2 separate regions of the Pan troglodytes genome follow, and region 2 is linked to region 1. The links are chromatin contacts, called in public capture Hi-C maps. All regions are on one chromosome and are shown on one strand. Each heading gives the region's core, a stretch centred on a gene start, on an enhancer-like site or on the middle of the called end of the contact. The rest is flanking DNA. Distances are from core to core; before and after follow the strand shown. Region 1 overlaps ZNF704 (zinc finger protein 704). Region 2 overlaps PAG1 (phosphoprotein membrane anchor with glycosphingolipid microdomains 1).

Evidence for each region. Capture Hi-C pulls out chosen DNA fragments and counts their contacts.
Region 2: a capture Hi-C map of stem cell-derived neural stem cells shows a contact between it and region 1, with 9 times the contacts expected there. The contact joins two enhancer-like sites. A contact is called at or near these places in 4 of 7 Hi-C or Micro-C datasets (blood, induced pluripotent stem cells and stem cell-derived neural progenitor cells) and 1 of 1 other capture datasets (stem cell-derived neural stem cells).

Annotation. Positions count from the first base shown.
Region 1 is chr7:89,328,834-89,334,313 of NHGRI_mPanTro3-v2.0_pri, forward strand. ZNF704 (zinc finger protein 704) reads right to left here. Exons shown (of 10, transcript XM_063817210.1): 4 at 2,007-2,239. Among named protein-coding and RNA genes, the nearest start is that of ZNF704, 190 kb to the right of the region's middle. Within about 2 kb of position 2,163, at least 12 of the 24 cell types and tissues checked have an H3K27ac peak or open chromatin away from gene starts, as enhancers often do. A contact at or near this core is called in stem cell-derived neural stem cells, where this site is marked.
Region 2 is chr7:89,634,653-89,640,132 of NHGRI_mPanTro3-v2.0_pri, forward strand. PAG1 (phosphoprotein membrane anchor with glycosphingolipid microdomains 1) reads right to left here. Exons shown (of 8, transcript XM_063817211.1): 3 at 3,217-3,421; 4 at 1,594-1,645. The coding sequence starts at 3,341. Among named protein-coding and RNA genes, the nearest start is that of ZNF704, 120 kb to the left of the region's middle. Within about 2 kb of position 2,454, at least 9 of the 24 cell types and tissues checked have an H3K27ac peak or open chromatin away from gene starts, as enhancers often do. A contact at or near this core is called in stem cell-derived neural stem cells, where this site is marked.

The sequences.
Region 1 (5,480 bases), core at 913-3,412:
TAGTTAAAGCCTGTAGACCTTCCATATGAGGCTAACAAGTGCAGTCTAATTGTGATGCAAGAGTGTGAATTTTGGCTCAGTGGCTACATCAGAAATGGAAGGGTATGACAGGCTTTCATTAATGTGCCTTAAATAACATTGGGGTTCCCTGTACTGTGAGTCCTTGTCACAACCCTGGGCCATGAGTCCTTGTCACAACCCTGGGCCATGCCTATTGAGTGTTCGAACTATACACTCAGAAAACCCCAGGGAGACAGTCTGTGAAGCTCAAAGTAACAGGAAAAGACTTCAGGTCCCTACCACTGTCCTGCCTGCAGGTACCCACTGATACAAGTGCCAGCCTCTCTCCCCTACTGGTCAAGTGAAGACCCAGTGTCCCTGGGGACCCACAGGGTGCCAGAACAACTTCAGCCCCTTTGCATGACAGACTGGTGTGAAACAGCAACTCTTCAGGCCACTGCCTCTGGGAAGGTCAGGGGACTACAGTAATACCCTCTTTTCTGGACAAAAATGTCAGCCTTTTTCACATGTACACACCCAGAGAGAGTGCCCATATCACCTCCACTGTTACACATGTGGAATGATGCTGAGAGATGCAGGGAGGGAAGGCATTGTTGGATCAATGCCATCTCTTTGTTTTCCTCTTTGAAATGAATTGGGGGAGGAAAAAAGTTTGCACTGCAGTCCTCAGGGCTTTGTATTGGATTTTTGTTTGTGAACAGCCATTCATAATGAAGCTACCAATACAACATTTAAAAACCAATACATATAACAACAGTTTTACATTTATGTGGTGATTTTAAAAATAATGCCAAATGTCTTCAGATTTAGTGGTAGTATAGTGGTAGTTTTCCTTTATTCTGTGAAATGGAAATGTTTTCGAAAAATTATGAGTGAACATAACTGAAATGTACCTAAAGAGAATGAAAAGAATATGAACTTGAGGCTCAGGCAGATCTGGGTTTGAATGGTGGCTCTGTCCCTTTCTAACCTGCCTGACAGGGGCCAGTTAAATGTACAATCAATCTCTCTGATCCTCAGTTTCCTCATAACAAGATGGAAATGCAAAACTTACCATATGGGACTGCTGGGAGGATTAAACAAATGTGTAATCAATTAATTTGCTAAATCAATTAATTAGATGTCTTTTTCTTCTTCTACTCCTTTTTGTTTTGTTTAAAGCAGCAGGGTCTCACTCTGTTGCCCAGACTGGAGTGCAGTGGCCAGATCATAGCTCACTGCAGTCTTGAACTCTTGGACTAAAGCGATCCTCCCACCTCAGCCTCCTGAGTAGATGAGACTACAGGTGCATGCCACTACACTGAGCTAATTTTTTTTTTATTTAATTTTTTTTTTGTAGAGACAGGGTCTTGCTATGTTGCACAGGCTGGTCTCCAACTCCTGGTCTCAAGCAATCTTCCTGCCTCTGTCTCCCAAAGCAGTGGGACTACAGGTGTGAGCCACTGTGCCTGGCCCTTTTTCACTTTTTATTTAGTTAATATATAATCTCTAGGATGTAAGAATGGAAATTTGTTTATATCTCAGCTTTTATGTATATTTCACAGATGACTGCATAAAAATGAGATACAAAATATTCTTCCCAATAACCCTTCAGGGCTGATTGAGAAAAGAGAAAAATATATTAATTATATTTTACATATGAAAAAAATAAGTCCCACGAAGAGAGCAAGTTCATACCGAAGCAAGCCTGAGGTCCAATTTTCTAACTTACAAATACTGGTAAGTCCCAGGTCAGCAATTTATAACCAGAGGATGGGACACGTGTGTATATATACCTTCAGGAAACTTACCAGTATTTGTCATTTTTAAATTATCACCATAACAATTTCTATTCAAACTTCAAGAACATTAAAGAGGAACGTAAGCTGCTTCTTTCCACAGAAAGGGGGTGTAGGTCCAAGGTTAAGCTCACACCGGCCCTTCAGAGGGGACAGAAAGCACCTTCAGGAAACTGAATGCAGAAGACCGCGTGGCTGACCACCAACCTTTCTTTTCCTGGGAATGGGCTCGTCGAAGAGCAGGTTGCTGGCCTCCGCCTCGTCGATGCCGTCGTCTGGCTGCGCGGGGCTGCGGAAGGGCTTGAAGCTGTCAGCCGAGAGCGGCGGCGACGGCGTGGACGGGTTGGACTGGTCGCTGGGGGCGCTCCAGCTCCAGTAGCCACTGCTGCTGGTGCTGGAAGGCACGCAGCCGCCCTCCTTCCAGGATCCGCTGAGGCTCTCTGCGTGCACACAAACACAGTCAGTGCCAGGACCCCTGCGTGCCCGGGCATGGTTCAGTGGGGAAATGGGAGCCTTGGTTCTACACCAGTGAAACCACCCCAGCCCTCTCAATCATCTGCAACAGCTGGGTATGTAAGTTATTGTTCTATTTATACACCCCCTCCCAAAAGCCACATTGTAGTTTATAAACATTTAATTATTTTAACCTCATGATAATAGGTTTTTCTAAGAGTTTTCTGATGTGTTTTTGTATTGTGCAACACAAATTCCTTGGGATCATAGTGGGGATTATATGAAAAAACAGATTTTCTTGTTCACTAAGTTTGGGGAGCTCTGGGTTTATTGACTACAGTATTTCTAAGAAAGAAATATCATTTGCAGTATTCTCCTGAATGGTTTGGTCACAGAGTTCCCTCTCACCCCAACCCCTCCGATTTCAACATTTTTTTAAAAAGGGATTTCTTAGCTGAGGGCAGTGGCTCACTTCTCTTATCCTAGCATTTTGAGAGGCTGAGGTAGGAGGATCGCTTGAGGCCAGGAATTCGAGGCCAGCCTGGGTTACATAGTGAGACCCTGTCTGTACAGAAAAAATGAAATGATTAGCCCGGCGTGGTGGCATGCACCTGTAGTCCCAGCTACTCTGGAGGCTGAGGAGGGAGGATTACTTGAGCCCAGGGGTTTGAGGCTGCAGTGAGCTATGACTGGGTCACTGCACTCTAGCCTGGGTGAGAGAGCGAGATCCTGTTTCAGAAAAAAAGTTGGGGGCTTGGGGGTTCTTATAGGACTGTTATTCTTAGAATACATTTATAGGAAGCTAGTCTAACACTTAAGAATCTAAGAGAAATAATTTCTGGATAGTTATCTAAAGCCCCTTTCCATTCTGCTTATTACAACAAATAGTAATGCCTTACATTTTGTGAGTGTTTTACATTTTACAAAGCTTATTCGCACAGTCTCAAGCATTCTCACAACATCTGTCCTTCAGAATAAGGATTATTATCCCAGTTTTATAGATGAGGACCCTGAGGCAGCAGGAAGCAAAGTGACTTGCTACATGACTGGTAAGTATCCCTCATGGGCCTAGGCCACCAGGAAGAGGTTGGACCTATTTCTTCAGTGCATGCAGTCCCTGGGCTGTAAACAACCTCCATTCTCTCTGGCAAAGCTGGGATAAGATAAGAATTTATTGGCAATAATTACTCTAAGATTGCTATTGGCTATTACCTTTCCATTTGTGGTGGAAAGCATTATGAAATGTTTGCTAATGTGGAGAGATTTCTGCCCAGTTAGAATGTCTTCTGCCAGCCTGGCCTATATGGCGAAACCCTGTCTCTACTAAAAATACAAAAATTAGCTGGACATGGTGGTGCATGCCTGTAATCCCAGCTACTGGGGGGGCTGAGGCAGGAGGATCACTTGAACTTGGGAGGCGGAGGTTGCAGTGAGCTGACATGGTGCCACTGCACTCCAGCCTGGGCAACAGAGTGAGACTCTGTCTCAAAAAAAAAAAAAAAAAAAAAGTCTTCTGGGTGCTCTTTTAATCACTGAAGATTTGCTTTACCTTTCAAGATGCACGACCTTAATTAGCATTTATATAAATTCTACTTTTTTTTGGATAATTTCTCCTCCATATTTATGTGCATTTTGAATATATTAAAACTATGTTCTAACTACGAGGAAAAAACATCCCCAAATGCCTCATTAAAAAAATACTGTTAATGTCTGTGTAATTAGTAATGGAGTGAAGACAAATGGTAGATTATCATTCATGGGGAGATTTCATAACTACCTTTACCTATTTATGGATTTCTACCATATTCCTCAACTATGTCAAGCAAAAAGTTAAGTTAGAGGAGTGAAGCTTTAAGTTGAAATAGGAGAAACTACCCATCTCATTACAGCTAGGTTCTTTTAGAATGAAATGGTCATTTATGCAGTCTCATGCTTTGCCAGCATCAACAAAACCAAACTAGCATCTCACTCCCTGCAGTCTACACAGAGACTGATACACTCACCAGACTAGATTTGCCTATTGTAAATAAGAAAGCTCCATTTAGTACAACAGGAGTTCAAGAAGAGCATAATATAAGGCTTGATGATTTTACTTAGTGTGAAAAACTCCCTTGGCAGGCCCGGGTGGCTTACAAATATACTGTAGTATGCATTTGTAAAATAAAATAAAGCTAATGGTGCTAGATGTATAATCATGTTAAGTATGAGGCACTAAATTTATTTTGAAAACCAACTATTATTACAGTGTGGTTACATGGCTTCATGTTAATGCCAAAAGTGAATTTGCTTACTGATTTGTGAATGACATTTCCTTTAGAAAGACTATTTAGTCAGAAGGACTATAAGTGATATAGAAATGATTTTTCTCAGAAAAAAAGTCAGGTCTGATTTATAATATTCTTAGGGGACAGAGCCTCCTTATATTAAACCTCTGTTTGTCAAGAATGGAGACAGGCACTGCTGGACTCTCACCCTCTTTGCAGACTCACTTCCTGATAGAATGATCCTTTTTAGGCACAGAAAATGATCACAACAGTTTCCAAAAACTCATTGATGTGCAATAATTCTAGAGAAAATATTTTTTTCCTAAAAAAAAAAAAGCCTTCACTATAATAAATTGCTTTCCCTATTTAAGAATTTGCTTTTTCTTACAGACTAAATGAGAGACAGCAGACAATTTGGGGTTATTAGTTGAGTAGTTATTTTTTAAACCATAAATGAGCACTGAATTACTTTATTACTGTGCTAACGAAAGTTTGCATTGAAGAGCCAAAAGGTTTAATTCTGACCTTTAAGTACAAAGGAACACTAAAAATGTTCTCAATTAAAAAATGAAGCCAATGGTAAAAATAATGATTACTTTAAAATACACTTTTCTTTTTCCTCTAAGGATTCCATGAAATTCTACAATTCCTTTTCCCTAGAATATGTTTTGGGGGTTTTCCAGGGTTTTTAAATTTTTTATTTTTTAGAGTTGGAGTCTTGCTCTGTCACTCAGGCTGAAGTGCAGTGGCACCATAAGCTCAATGCAACCCGAAAATCCTGGGCCGGGACTACAGGCGTATTACCATACCTGACTATAGTTTTGCCTTTACTATAATCCTTCTTTAGCACTGCCAAAGTGAGAAAGGTAAATCAGAGTACCCATTTGCCAGAGACCCCCAGAAGAGCAGTCAGGTCACTGAATGGGAGTAGTCAGGCCCATTTCAAGAGCAACTTTTCTACTGC
Region 2 (5,480 bases), core at 1,204-3,703, 310 kb after region 1:
TGCTCTAGAAGGAAGTGAGGAATGGCGGTGGGAGCCCTTCCCCAGCCCCACCTCACTACCCAACTGGCACCAGGAGAATGGTGGAGTGACGAAAGGCAGAGGCCTGGAGTCTGCATGGGGAGAAGCGACAGTGGGGCGTTCCCTCCATCCCTCCCACCCTCCCTGCTGAGGCCACCACAGCAGCAATCACCAGGCAGAGCAGGGGCGCTGGGAACAGATGAGAAGTGGCGACAATGTGGACAACCAGGGATGGGAACAGGGCGAGAAAAAGAGTAAAGGGAGGAGTGGTGATGAGGGCCCAGGAAAGCTGCGAAGGGTGAGGTGGGCGTGTGGATGCAGAGGGGAGGGAAGGAAAATCCTGGGGGTCCCAGGAGGAACGGGGAGTCCTGACAACTTCCTGCCTGCTTGGGCCAGAGGAGTCCTGAGAATTGGCAGGTCAGGAAGCCTAGACTGGAGATGCCCCCTGGTCATCTCTGCAAACGTCTGCTGGCTGCGGGTTTTACACCAGACCTTGGCTCATCCATGCTTCCTTGTTTGCACCCTCTCCTCCCAACCAGTTTTTGCTTGACCTTGAGAAATGATGTCCTGAACAAGAAGCATCTTCTGTCTTAGCACTGCCACAGGACTCAGGGCAGATTCTGAACTCTGCCTTGCTAATGTGACGATGGGCCCCCTCCCCAGCGGCTGGGACTGCTCAGCCATTCAAAAGCACAGGCCTGGGTCAGAGAGGACAAGGAAGGACCTGGACACTCTCAGGCTGTTCCTCGCCAGGGTGGATCCCCGAGGGCCTCGGGATCATCAGGGCCCTGTAAGATACTGAGGGCTGGGAAAACGCCAGCAAGGCTAGGTTATATACCTAGGGTGTTGTGGGTCCCAAGCTCCCTCCAGCTTAATGACCTGTTGTTATGGGTTGAACTGTGTCTCTCCAAAATTCATGTCCAAGTCCTAACCCCCAGCACCTGAGAATATGGTCTCATTTGGAAATAGGGTCATTGCAGATGAAGCTAGTTAATATGAGGTCGTGCTACAGTAGGGTGGGCACTAGTCCAATATGTCTGGTGTCTTTATAAAATGGGGAAACTTGGACACAGCCAGCCATGCATAGATGGGAGGTGATGTGAAACACAGAGGTCACCATAGGAAGATGAAGGCAGAATTTGGGGTGATGCCTGTACAAACCAAGTCACACCCAAAGTTTGGCTGCAAACCACCAGAAGCCCCAGGAGAGGCCTAGAACAGACTTTCCCTCAGAAGCAACCAATCCTGCCAACACCTTGATTTTTGGACTTCTGGCCTCTAGAACTGAGAAACAAACTTGTTATTTAAGCCACCCAGTTTGCGGTCCTTTGTTATGACAGCACTAGCAAATTAATAGAGGCAAAAAAGTCCCATCCCTGCAGTAGGTTGGAGCCATTTAAGGATCATTCCGGCAGCAGCACTACTGCATCCATTTCAGAAGCCACCGTTTAACTTAGGCTTAGCTCTCCCTGTGGGTTCTACTCAGGCTGTGAGCACATGGGAGCACACTTAGATAAGTAGCTGATGTTCTGGAGCACGCACGGACAGACAGGCAGACGACACGCGCAGGCTCACCACGTTCATCAGGTTCTCATGGTCCCCACTATGCTGTCGCGGCTTCTTTTCCCTGAAATGAAAAGTGAAATGTTGTAATGTCAAATGTGCCCCCTTAAAATCAAGCACACACTACCCTTTCCTATTCCAATTCTTATCAGCTTTTAAATCTCTCGTTTTAAGAACCATGTTTATTTTGTCAACAAAGACAAAATCAGACAGTGATTTGATGGCCCGTTTGCAGGTGCTGGGGAAGAGGAGTTCAAGCCTCAACTAGGGACTGTCCACCTCCCCTGGCACCCCTTCTTCCGGGAAAAAACATACAAGTTCACAAGGAGAGGACCGAGGCCTGGGCCTGCATAGAAATTGTTTATACCTAAACTAGCAGAGTAAGTTATACCTTTTTTTTTTTTTTGAGAAAATGAAGACAATTATCTGAGTCTCTGGAAAGTCACACACTGCAGTGGGATAGAGAAAATACAAATTTTTGGCACGCCAGGAAGGGTACATGCTCTCAGGGTGAGTCATATGTACTTCCAGTCTATGGGAAAGTCTGTCAAGTAAAAATAGAATTTGTTTTTACTCGGGACAGTCTAAAGAAAGCCATCAGTTGTAGAGAATACGCCGCCCATCCACGTTCTCTATAAAACAAGGGTGACACCTAGTGGGAACATGAGTAACTACAGAAGCAGGCCCGTCCAGGCCCCGGGAAGCCCCGGCCCTGCGGCCTCTTTGTTCATCTTCCCAATCATTCAGACTCTGTCCCAGCCACAGAGGTCTGGGTCCAGGCTGGGCAGGGATTAGGAGGCTAGCTGGGTTCAGAGAGTCTTGGCTTTTCTCCTCCTGACAGATTTTAGGGTAGGAAGCTATTTCAGAATTTTAAGTGACGCTCCTGGAGTTGCTTCCATGGTGGAGGGAGAGTTTGGACAGGGCTGGCTGATGGTCAGCTGGTCTGCATGGGCCTCTGGTGGCATCCAGCCCATCAGAAGGTTATGTGCTTTGTAACAGTTCCAGAATGTCCTGAAAAATCACTTCTGGTTAGAAAGAACTTCTCTCTGAGCAAAGATTTCTCTTGTTGGGGGTACTGACATTTTATATGAGACAGAGGAGAGAGAGAAGTATAACTCTAAAAAAAGGACACTGATGATTATTTCATATACAGCATGTTCCTCTCCTGGGAAAATAATCTGTTTCTTGAGAAACTGAAGGTCTACACTACACATTTTTAATCATAAACAATCCCTCCGAAACCACATAGCAGCACACATTCTGTGACTTCCGCGGGGTGGTGGCAAAAAGATGCGCATCACACAAGATTTCAAAATGCCCGCAGATGAAAAAAGACAAAATCCATTTTGACAAGGGTGTGATTGAAAGAACAGCAAGACTTTCGTTCTGGGAAGTTTAAAATATAAGGGCTCTTCTAGTTACTCCCTAGCAAAACCAAATATGGGTTTTTTCTTCAGTGAATAAAGAATGTCCCGAGACGCTCTGCAGCAGAGAGAAGAGAGTTAAAGCTAATGCACAAGTTTCTGGGATGGCTCTGTGGCAGGATTCCATTCCTAACAGGCTTTCCACAGAAACTCTTCTGGGTATAGGGGATGTATTAGTTTAAGGCACCGGTATATACACGCTGGTTCTCACCTGTCACAACTAGAGCACAGGAAGATGAGGAAGGTGATGACGAAGAAAATGGCGACAGCGGCCAGACTTCCCCACAGGGTGATCTGCATCTGTCCGCTGCCCAGCAGGCTCCCCGCGGGCCCCATGGCAGGAGCAGGCACTGGCACCAGCCGAGGGAATCAGTCAGTCCTTCAAAGGTGGTGACATGGAGGCAGAGAGCTGTGTCCTGCAAAGAGACCAGTGCGTTTGGAGAGTAATTCTTGGGTAAAGTGGCAGAATCTGTAATTCGGTCCCTGTCAGGAGCAAGACCTTTGCGCAAAGTCAGGGAAGCGTGTGCTGGATGCTGAGGAGAGCCCCGGACTGGACTTGAAATTGGACTCTGGGCAAGTCCCCTCCATGGTCTAGGTCTTTATTTTTCTCACCTGAAAACGAAAGCGGGAACATACAGCTGCCTGGCCCAGTGTTTGAAGCAATGGATGTCTTATCTTGATATGTTTGGGGGTGGATTCTTCTTGTTCTTTTTTTTTTTTTCTTCAACCAGGGTCTTGCTCTGTTGCCCAGAGTACAGGGGCGCAATCATGGATCACTGCAGCCTTGACCTCCCTGAGCTCAAGCAATCCTCTCCCGAACCACCCCCCTGCCCCCCACTGCTGGGACTACAGGCATGCGCCACCATTCCTGGCTAATATTTTTATTTTTTGTAGAGACGAAGTCTCACCATATTGCCTACACTGGTCTTGGACTCCTGGGCTCAAGGAATCCTCCTGCCTCATCCTCTCAAAGTGCTGGGATTACAGTGTGCCACTGCACCTGGCCTGGATGGATTCTTAATGTCTTCAAATAAAGATTTCAAGTACTCCATAGCAAATAAATCCATGCTCATTTAGGTTCATTAAAAAAAATCAGAACAGTATATAACAATTCTTATATAGCTTTTGCAAAAATGCAACTCATCACCTGCCCCTGCCCCCCACTGCCATCTCTCATCTCCCTAACCCACTGCCATCTCTAATCTCCCTAACCCACTGCCATCTCTCATCTCCCTACCCACTGCCATCTCTCATCTCCCTCACCCACTGTTGTCTGAGAAGGTTTAAGGTCAATGTAACTAATGAAATAGAATGTCTTTATATTCACCTGCATTTATTTATTCTGAGTATGTTATGTATTCTGAGTATGTTTTCACTACCCTGCTGTGAGTACCCAATAAATGCATTTTCAAATGAATGAATGAAGTATGTGCTAAGAATACATCCCTGGGAATAAATAAGACCTATTTATAAACAATTGCAAGAGAAGCATAAGAGCTCTACCTAGTACATTTCCGTACCTGGTATGTACCAGGGATTCGGCTAAATGCTTTCCTCATTTAATTGCTGTCACCACCCTGTGTAGGAGGCACTGTTAATCCCCCTTTTACAGAGATGGAAGCTAAATCCCAGCAGAGCGGTGACTTCCCCTGAGTGTCACAGGAGCTAAGTGGCAGGGAGGGATGAGTCCAGCTGTCTCAGACTCCAAAGCCTGTGCTCTGTGTCCATCAAGGAAAGCTCGTTGTCACTGTGGGGATGCTGGGACTCACAGGGTCACTGCACCCTGTCCCAATACTTCGAAAGAGAAATGGTCAGATTCCTTGTGTGAAATATTTTAAGAGCTACAGATATTTTAAAAATGGAGTTGTATATCAAATGATCTGTCATCACAGAGGCCTTGTTTAAAGAATATTTGCTTTGCTCAATTCTAGAACATTCTAAATGAAAAGAAATAGCCTTTAAGTTGGTCTCAAGTGTCATGAATAAGCAAATACTTTGGTTTTTTGATAATAGTGCAATATCTTCTTTGAAAAAGTATTTACATTTTCATTTGCTTCAGTGATAAAGCTGTGACTGTTTTCAGCCATCCCTGAGCACAGACATCAAGATGGCAGGGGTGGCTTCGCAGCAAACCAGGGTGCCTCCTAAAACGGGGAGAATAAAAGCCATTTTGGCAAATGTGGTTCAATTGGACCAAATCATCTCCAGGTGAAACACTGTCACATTTATTTGAATATTCAAAGTTAAAGAATATTAAAAAGCTGAAGAAAAAGAGACTTTTTACCTACAATGTATGCAGAGAGAGTTCTGAGAGATGAAGTTGTTTTCCTCAATCTTTGAATCAACATGAACATCTTCTAAGGCTCTATAATTATATAAATGCAGGACTCCCTGCGTAATACAGAACTTCTTTCTTCCTATGTTTGATTGTATGTATATTGTGCCTGTAAACACAACAGGCATACAGTAATAACA